Regions from separate parts of the Sus scrofa genome. Here region 2 is linked to region 1. A link is a contact called in public HiChIP or PLAC-seq data. All regions are on one chromosome and are shown on one strand. The core of a region is the stretch at or near the end of the contact, and the rest is flanking DNA. Distances in the headings are between cores, read along the strand shown.

Region 1 (4,960 bases), core at 2,251-4,750:
CTCGATAAAGCTGTTTGGAAAAAAAAAAAAAAATACGTGGGGCTTGTCAGGCTAAAGTCCTGAACCAGAATTGTAGCTATACCTCAGGCTGAAAAAGTGGAGATCAAGGAAATCGGAATTGTCATCTGTCCCCGACATACTCACAGGTCACTGAAACTAGGCTGCTCTTCTCAAAATGGTGGGATACGTCATGCTTACAACTGTGTTTGGGAAATACAACATTGATGAACTCTCTGCTCTGAAGGCAGAGTCGTTAGCTTGGTCAGTTTTTTGTTGTTGTCGTTCATTTGTTTACACGTTATTGTGGGAAAAATTAAATATATGGAAAAGCAGACCTAAAATCCGAGCTTCAACCATTAGCAATCCACAGCCTGCTTTGTTGCATCTGTATCTCTACCCATTTCCCCGCCATCCTGTATTAATGGGAAGCAAATGCCAGACAACCTATTATTCCATTGGTAAATATCTCAGCATGACTCTCAAAAAGATAAGAAGTCTTTTAAACACACACACACACACACACACACACACAACAGCATTACCATAACTTAACAAGTAATGGTTCCTATGTCCATTGCACACGATTGGGTAAACAAATGTGAAATATACATACAATGGGATATTATTCACTTTTTTTTTTTTTTTTTTTTTTGCCTTCCCGAGGCGTGTGGAGTTCCATGGGCCAGGGATCAGCTTCAAGCCACAATTGCCACCTTCACAGTTGCTCTGGCAACAACGGATCCTTGACCCACTGTACTGGGGTGGAGGATCAAACCTGCATCCTGGCACTGCAGAGACACTGCGGATCCAGTTGTGCCACAGCAAGAATTCCTTATTCAGCTTTTTTTAAGGTACACTTTTTTTTGTTGTTATATTCACTAGTTTGTTTTATTTTTTAGATTTCACATATAAGTGATAACACAGTATTTCTCCTTCTCTGTCTGATTTATTTCACTAAGTATAATACCCTCCAGGTCCATCCACGTTGTTCAAATGGGAAAATTTCATTCTTTTTTATAGCCAAATAGTATTTTGTTGCTATTTTATATATATAAAAATCTTCTTTATTCATTTGTGTTTTTTTTTTTTTTGTCTTTTGTCTTTTTGTCTTTTGTTGTTGTTGCTATTTCTTGGGCCACTCCCGCGGCATATGGAGGTTCCCAGGCTAGGGGTTGAATCGGAGCTGTAGCCACCCGCCTACGCCAGAGGCACAACAACGCAGGATCCGAGCCGCGTCTGCAACCTACACCACAGCTCACGGCAACGCCGGATCATTAACCCACTGAGCAAGGGCAAGGATCGAACCCGCAACCTCATGGTTCCTAGTCGGATTCGTTAACCACTGAGCCACGACGGGAACTCCTATTCATTTGTTGATGGACACTTAGGTTGCTTCCATATCTTGGCAACTATAAACAATGCTGCTATGAATATTGGGGTGCATGTATCTTTTTGAATTAGTGTTTTTGTTTTCTTGGATATACACCCAGGAGAGGAATTGCTGGATCATGTGGTAGGTCTACTTTTAGTTTTTTTGGGAACCTCCATAGTGTTTTCCAAAGTAGCTGCACAAATTTACATTCCCATCAACAGTGCAGCAGAGTTCCCTTTTCTCCATATCCTAGCCGACATTTTTTGTGTGTGTGTTTTTGCTTTTTGAGGGCCGCACCCACGGCATATGGAGGTTCCCAGGCTCGGGGTCGAATCGGAGCTGTAGCCACCGGCCTACACCAGAGGCACAGCCACAGCAACGCTGGATGTGAGCCGCGTCTGCAACCTACACCACAACTCACGGCAACGCCGGATCCTTAACTCACTGAGCAAGGCCAGGGATCGAACCTGCAACCTCGTGGTTCCTAGTTGGATTCATTAAACACTGAGTCACGATGGGAACTCCAACATTGTTTTTTGTGGTCGTTTTGATGATAGCCATTCTGACAGGTGTGAGGTAATACCTGTGATTTTGATTTGCATTTCTCTGATGATTATCGATGTGGAGCACCTCTTCATATGCCTATTGGCCATCTGTATACCTTCTTTGGAAAAGTGTCTATTCAGGTCTTCTGCCCATTTTTTAATCAGGTTTTTTATTTGAGTTGTATGAGCAGTTAATATATTTTGGATATTAACCCCTTATCACTCATATCATTTGCAAATATTCTCTCCCATTCAGTATGTTGTCTTTTCGTTTTGTGGATGGTTTCCTTTGCTGTGCAAAACCGTTTAAGTTTAACTGGGCCCCATTTGCTTGTTTTCACTCCTGTTTTCTTTGCTTTAGAAGACAGATCAAAAAAATATTACTATAATTTATGTCCAAGAACGTTCCAAGTAGCCTTTTTCTTTTTCTGGCCACACCTGCAGCATGCAGAAGTTCCCAGCCTAGGGACTGAACCCTCACCACAACAGTAACCCTTGCCATAGCAGTGACAACACCAGGTCCTTAACTCACTGGGCCACCAGGGAACTCCTAGGTAGCCTTTTTTAAGGCAGAATTTTAGAAATTCTAACACATGCTACAACCCGAATGAACCTAGAAGACATTTGCTAAGTGAAATGGACCATTCATAAAAAGACAAATGTGGTATGATTCCACTTACGTGAAGTTCCTAGAGAAGTCAGAGTCATAAAGTAGCTTGATTTCCAGGGGCTGAGGGAGGGGAGAACAGGGAGTTGTTTAGTGGGTACAGAATTTCAGTTTTGCAACAAGAAAAGAATTGTGGAGACTGGTTGCCCAATCACGTGAATGTACTTACTACTGCTGCCTATACACTTAAAAATGGTTAAGGTGGTCAATTTTATGTTACTCTACAACTAAAATTTTTTAAACTTAAAATTTTCTTAATCTCATGAACTATCCGTGCCCAAATTTCCACTTCTTGTAAACGTCAACATTTTTTTTCCCAGTGTTTGTTTGAACTAGGATCCAAATAAAATCCACAAGTTGCCACAGGTCATGTCCCTTAAGTTGTTTTTAACGTATAAATTCCCTTCCCCTCTTCCTTGCAACTTATTTGAGGAAACAAGTTGCCTGCCCGTCGTTTCTCACAGCCTAGAGTCTGCTCCCTGCATCCCTGTGGTGTCCTTTAACCCTTTCCGCCATTCTCTGTAGTCCCTGTAAATTGGTAGGTGGCCGTAAAGGCCCTGGGCTAGCTTTGATGTGGTCTCAGGAGGAGACCAAAGACATCCATTTCTGCGGGGCCAGCCCAGCCGGACCTGAAAAAGCGAGGCTAAACCACCAGCCAAGCCGCTTCGAGTGACAAAGACGCAGTTTACACACCTAAGTCCGCCTTTAAAAGCCGGGGGAGGAGGAAAAGGGGTGGGGCGTAACTACGTGGGAAAAACTCTTTGTCCGGTTTCCACCCGCGTAATCAAGTTACGAAATAAACAGCCAGCGCGGGGCGGGGCCCTTAGCCGGAAGTGACGCAGGCGCGGCCACGGCAGAGTGGCCGTAGAGGCGGGGCCACGGCTAGACGGGCTGCTCCGGGGCCACACTTCCGGCTATCGCCCAGGGAGACGCGCCCTGTGAAGTCCCGACCAGGCTCCGCCCGCTAGGGTCTCCTGTGACCCGGACCGCATTGGCGGCCCTGCGGGCGGGATGTTCCGGGGTTTGAGCAGTTGGTTTGGCTTGGAGCAGCCGGCGCCGGGTGGCCGGCAGTCCGAGGGAGATGGGCAGCCTAAGGGAGACGCTCCACCCGAGCAGCGCTCCGAGGCGGTGGCAGAGACAGCGGAGGGGGAACCTCAGCAAGCCGGGGACCAGGAGCTCCTTCATCAGGCCAAAGGCCTCGGCAGTGAGTCTCTCCCCGGCCCCGGGGACCAGAGAGTTTCAGAGAGCGTCCGTATCCCTCCTCCTGCCGCCCCTGGGCGTGGGCCACCACTGGTCGGGGGGAGGAGGGAGGGAGCGGAAGGCGTGTCTGTTGTCTGGAGAGCTTGGTGTGGATCTGGGCAAGGCCGAAGCTTTATCTTGCAGTCAAATCCTGTGCCCGAAGTTCCTGGTGACATGTCACTCTTGGCACAGTGTGTCACCATTGCAAGCAGGGCCGAAGTAAAGCAGTGGGGCTCGACGTCTTTAGGGTTGACGAGGAATCTCTTTTTTGTTCATCTCGCCAACTTTCCCCTCTATGACTTCCGGAGGACTGAGGACGTTGGAGAGCTCGAATTGGTCGAAAGTGCCTTTTTGCCCTGAGGTCAGAATGTCATCCAGAGTAAATTAAGGAAGAGTTACTTACTGAAGGCCTCTGACAGGCAGGCTCATCTCCTTTAGGCTGCATTGGGACCATTTTCCTTAACATGGGAAACTAATTGCCAGTTATTGTCCGTGATGTGCAAGTTTCAGCCCTAAATGTTTTGTGGATGTGTCTTAAGTCACCTGTTTAAACACCCAGCGAGTCGGGAGGACCAGCGATTGCAGTGTTAGTGGCCCAAAGTTAATGCTGATAGTAAATGGTAGATGTGGAATTTGAACCCATGACTGTCTTAATGTCAAAGCCTGTGCTCTTTTCCAGCTTACAGCCTAGTTTGGGAGGAGGGTGAAAGTCCCAGGCATGCAGAATAAACACATCCTGTGGTAATTCTGCTCCTGGAGAGACCTTGGCAGGCTTAAATAGTCAAGGAAAACGCCTTTGAAAAGATGACCCTAAAGCAGTCAGCACTACAAGCGAGAGCTCTTCAATTTAGCACGCATTTTTAAAGAATTTACTCCAAGTTACTAAAACGCAAGAGCATGGGGCTGGCTGGAGCGGAGAAACACATTTTTGAATAAGAAAGGCTTTAATGTTCAAAAAGTTACTGCGGGGTGGAGAGGCAGGGAAAACAGACATACTCTCAAGTCCTGGCAGTACATAATCTCAGCCCCAGGCCCCTAAACGGTGCACAAGAAAAATAAAACTAAGTGCAAAGCAATGAGATCACTAAAGAGGGTACAGCTATTTCCTGTGAGGAAAATGGGGAAGAAAGGAGCTTG
Region 2 (4,344 bases), core at 475-2,974, 48 kb after region 1:
TGTTTAACATTTTTAGTAGCTGCATGGTGTTCTATGGTACCATAATTTAACTACAGTGCATTTTGACATCTAGTTCTCTGGATGTGTTAGAATCATTACCGATAGACTTATTCTGCATCTCTCTGGGACTTTTGCCTTTAAAAAGGTGAGGAGTGGTGGTTGAGGCCATGAGCTTTATACACAGTCTGGGTAAGATTCATTATCTACTACTCTAGTTTTGAAATCTCAAAACTGGACTGAGGAAGTTCCCTTGTGGTTCAGTGGATTAAGGATCCCACATTGTCACTGCAGCACCCCAGGTCACGGCATCCAGCCCAGGTTCGATCCCTGGCCCAAGAACTTCTGCATGCTTCAGGAGCAACCAAAAAAACAACAAAAAAAGCTGGACTGAGGTGTTCTGCCAGTGAAATAAAATAATGGTACTTCTCCCCAAATGTACAGAAATAATTAAAATTAATAGAAGTAATTAACCCAATATTGGAATCTACTCTCAAATAAGTTATTAAATTTGTGGTGCCTGCTACCACTGTTTTGTATTCTTTATTTTAAAAAATGGCATAGGAGGAGTTCCCCTGTGGCTCAGGGGTAAGGAACCCTACTAGTATCCATGAGCACTCCGGTTCCATCCCTGGCCTCGCTCAGTGGGCTAGGAATCCTGTGTTGCCATGAGCTGTGGTGTAGGTCACAGATATGGCTGGGATCCTGCGTTGCTGTGGCAGTGGTGTAGGCCAGCAGCTCTGATTTGACCCCTAGCCTGGGAAAGAAAAAAAAAGAAAGAAAAAAAAAGGCATAGGATTTACAAAAATTTTCATAATGAGTTATTTAAGGCAACATGTCAGGATTTCACGATGGTCTGTGACTATCAGAAACTCGGTCATTGGAACTCTGGTTCCATCAGATGTAAATGGGGAGTATTTCTGAGGATGGGGTATTTTCTCCATCTTTGCCCCAGTCACGTCAAGGAAAAAAAGAATCGCTTCAGCTAACCGAGTTAATTAAATTTCAGTGACGAAACGAGTGGTGAAGAAAGCAGGGTACGTTCAATGTGTATTAACCGCCAACTAAGGGGGGAGAAATGTGCTAGAAGCCGGGCAGTTCAGCCAAGATGAATACGACGCAGCCCCCACCCCGCAGGGCCTCAGGTCCAATAAACGATGCTGAGTGCTCAGTGGAGGGGAAGGAGTCGCGACAGGTGTTGGGGCCAGAAACTGTCAAATTACTGAGCAATTACAACTCTCCCACCTTGAAGCAATTACAACTTGCCCCCATCCCCCAATCATTCAGGCTCACTTCCGAAGAAAAGCAAGAAAAACAAAAGCACATCAATGTGCCTCCAATCCCGCTCCCTCGCAAACACTGAAATACTTCTAAACTTTTCCCCTAGGATAATACAGAGTACCTTCCGGTACAGGTACATCGCCCCTAAAAAACTACAAGTCCCAGGAAGCTGCATGCTCAGCACGGCAGAGTCTCTCCCCATCTCAAAACGCTGAATGACGCTCCAATCCTGATCCGGGCCTGAGAGCCGTGGCCGCGCAGCCTGCCGGGACTTGTAGTCCGTCCTAGAGTCCCTTTTTTCGTTCGCGCAGACTCGCGCGGCCTCCGTTCGCCCTTCGGCCCTGCAGAAGCCCGGCCCAGGCTCCAATGTTCCCCACCCCCATTCTGCTCAGTCCCCTCGGGGGCCAACCTCCTCCGGTCACGTGAGGAGTCCTGCAAACGGCGGTTGGCGGAGGGGTTCAGGGGCGGGGAGCGAGGCCCTGCGAGGTTCCGTGCCCCTTGTCGGGCCGCTTGTTTGGCTGCTGCCGTCACCTCATGGCGACGCGGGTAGAAGAGGCAGCGCGGGGAAGAGGCGGCGGCGTCGAGGAGGCGATTGAGGCCGGACGGGGCGGACGGCGACGCAGCCCGCGGCAGAAAGTCAGTCTGGGGGGCGCCCGCCTTGTTGCCGGGTCGGGGGAGTGCTGGGGCTAGCGAACTGGGGTCCACCTCTTCACACTCGCGGGTTACCTCTAGCCACGGGACGAACATCCGGCCCTCTTCCCTCTCGGGGGTGACGGCAGTGGGAGCAGGTGGGAGGAGTGGGACCAGGATGGATGTGGGAGGGGGCCATGGTTGGGGTTTGGAGGCGCGCGCGCGCGGCGGAGGCGGGAGGAGGGCAGGGGGGCGAAGCCTGGTGGGAGGGGGAAGGGGTGTTTGGCGGGGGCGCGCCAGGTGTGACAGCCACGTGCGGCCGGCGCCGCGGGGCCCCGGGCGCCAGGTGTTCCCGCTCCCAGCCGCCGCCCTCCACATGCTTGCCGTGTTCCCAGCGCTGGGCGCCGCCGTCGGGGAGCTGCCCGGGGTCACGGGCCGGCCCTCCTCGCGCGGGGCAGGTGCGCAGGGCGTGCTGCGGGGTTGCGCCCCGGCGGCGCGGTTGAGGCTGTTGCGCAGTAAGATAACCGCGCGGGAGCCGGGGCTGCACTGCGCCCCCCTTTACCCGCCCCCCTCCACCCCGCGCTCCCCGCCACTGCGCGGGCTGGCGAGCCGGGCCGCTCGGCCCGCGGGACCCAGGCCCTGGGGCTCGTCTCTGGGCTCCACGGATTTGGCTGCACGTGGGGCGGCCCTTGGGGACGGGATGTTGGCGGACCTGGGTCCCACAGAGTTGGGAGCAGCATCGCGGAGAGCTGATCTTCCCAATCAAGCCCTCATTCCCTCTTCTCGATATTCCCTCCCCCCCCCGGCCTTTTTTTTCTTTTTTTATTTGATGGGTGAAAACTCGAGCGCGTCCCCTACCTTGGCCTTTGGTCTCTTAATCTGGGAGTCAGTCTGGACCGTTTCCCTTGCCTTACTTGACTCACGTCAAGGAGCTTTCGGTGACTCCCTGGATACAGGAAAATCAAGACCTTCAGAACGAGAGAATTCCACTTGTTCTGGAGTCAGTGGGTGGAGTTCAAAAAAGATTGCACAACAAACGGGGTACAGGGCTGTCAGGGCCCAGGAATAGAGAAATGCGGGGAAAAGGACTAGAAAGGTGGAAGAAGGGCTGTAAAGATGGAAAGGTGGAAGTCTCTTTCCTTGGAGTTGAGCAGATTGAAATGTTCAACTTGTTGGACGTCCTGCTTTATCACTCGGGGCTATTTCGTGTTACTTAATTACGCATTTGAGTACTCAAAGATTGCTCCTGTAGAAAATTACGAAATAATATTTTCCTAATGCGATTTGTGTACTTGAAAAAGGAGAACAAAGGTTCGGCTTACCTCTGCAGAGTGTCAAGAACTAGCTTGAGGGGGGGAGCTGTTTCTAAGGTCGGGTGTTTTCACCTCTCTGCATGAGGGTGTTACTGCCTCTCAATTACCTCTCTTTCTTTCCCTCTTTGTGCTCTAAAAGAAAGATCCAGCACTTGCAGGACTGAAAAAAAAGCCGTGGACGGAACGTACTCTAGGGATTCAACACTGTCACTTTGGACACCTCACTTATTTATTCCCTGAGGGTGGGGAGCCAATCTCAGTGTTTGATTTCATAGGTTCCCCCAGGGGAGAACTCTGATAAAAAGCTGCTGCAATTGAGGGCGTAAGTTCCTTTTTATGCCGCAAGGATAAGGACAAAAAGTCTGAATTAGGAACTGAGGTTTAATCAGCCAGCATTTTAAATGGTAATGACCCTTTGAGGCAGTGCTCTGGTGAACAGCTGGATAAGAATAGTCCTGTGTGTCTACTGTCTCATTTTTGTTTTTTGTGTTTTTGTGTTTGTGTGTGTGTGTGTGTGTGTTTGTCTTTTTGCCTTTTCTAGGGCCGCTCCCGTGGAATATGGAGGTTCCCAGGCTAGGGGTCTAATCGGAGCTGTAGCCACCGGCCTACACCACAGCCACAGCAACGCCAGATCCGAGCTGCATTTGCGACCTACACCACAGGTCACAGCAATGCCAGATCCTTAACCCACTGAGCGAGGCCAGGGATCGAACCCGCAACCTCATGATTCCTAGTCGATTCGTTAACCACTGCACAACGACAGGAACTCCCTCATTTTTGTTTACTTATCTCAGACACCTTTCCTCTTTGCTCGGGCTTCTCTGGGCCTCTTTTTTCCTTTTGATTTCCACTTGACTCTGACATGGAATTAAAATGCATGGTTCAATATGAGTTTTTGAATTTTCATTAAAAAATTGGTTGAATATCTCCTATTTGCGTAAGTCACTTTTAAGTTCTTTCCTTAGGACCTTTCGTTTTTTTATTTCCTCTGGGCTGCTAGCTTGAAAACATATTCCTAATTCTAACTTGACCTCTGCCCTATTTCTCAGGACGCAGAAATGATATTTAACTCATTGGGTGGTTTTGAAAATGTTGAAGGAGTTTAAGGAACAGTGACCCTTCT

Evidence for each region. HiChIP or PLAC-seq counts read pairs in DNA pulled down with a chosen protein or histone mark.
Region 2: an H3K27ac HiChIP or PLAC-seq map of alveolar macrophages shows a contact between it and region 1. The contact joins the promoter of TXLNG here to the promoter of SYAP1 in region 1. A contact is called at or near these places in 12 of 47 Hi-C or Micro-C datasets (alveolar macrophages, blood, fetal skeletal muscle and 8 more) and 2 of 2 datasets of contacts at active chromatin or transcription factors (alveolar macrophages and skeletal muscle).

The regions. Positions count from the first base shown.
Region 1 is chrX:13,178,514-13,183,473 of Sscrofa11.1, forward strand. SYAP1 (synapse associated protein 1) reads left to right here and starts at 3,501. Exons shown (of 7, transcript NM_001244109.1): 1 at 3,501-3,788. The coding sequence starts at 3,596. It overlaps CTPS2 (CTP synthase 2), which reads right to left and starts at 2,618. Exons shown (of 19, transcript XM_021080709.1): 1 at 2,598-2,618.
Region 2 is chrX:13,227,956-13,232,299 of Sscrofa11.1, forward strand. TXLNG (gamma-taxilin) reads left to right here and starts at 1,725. Exons shown (of 10, transcript XM_013985941.2): 1 at 1,725-1,914. The coding sequence starts at 1,813.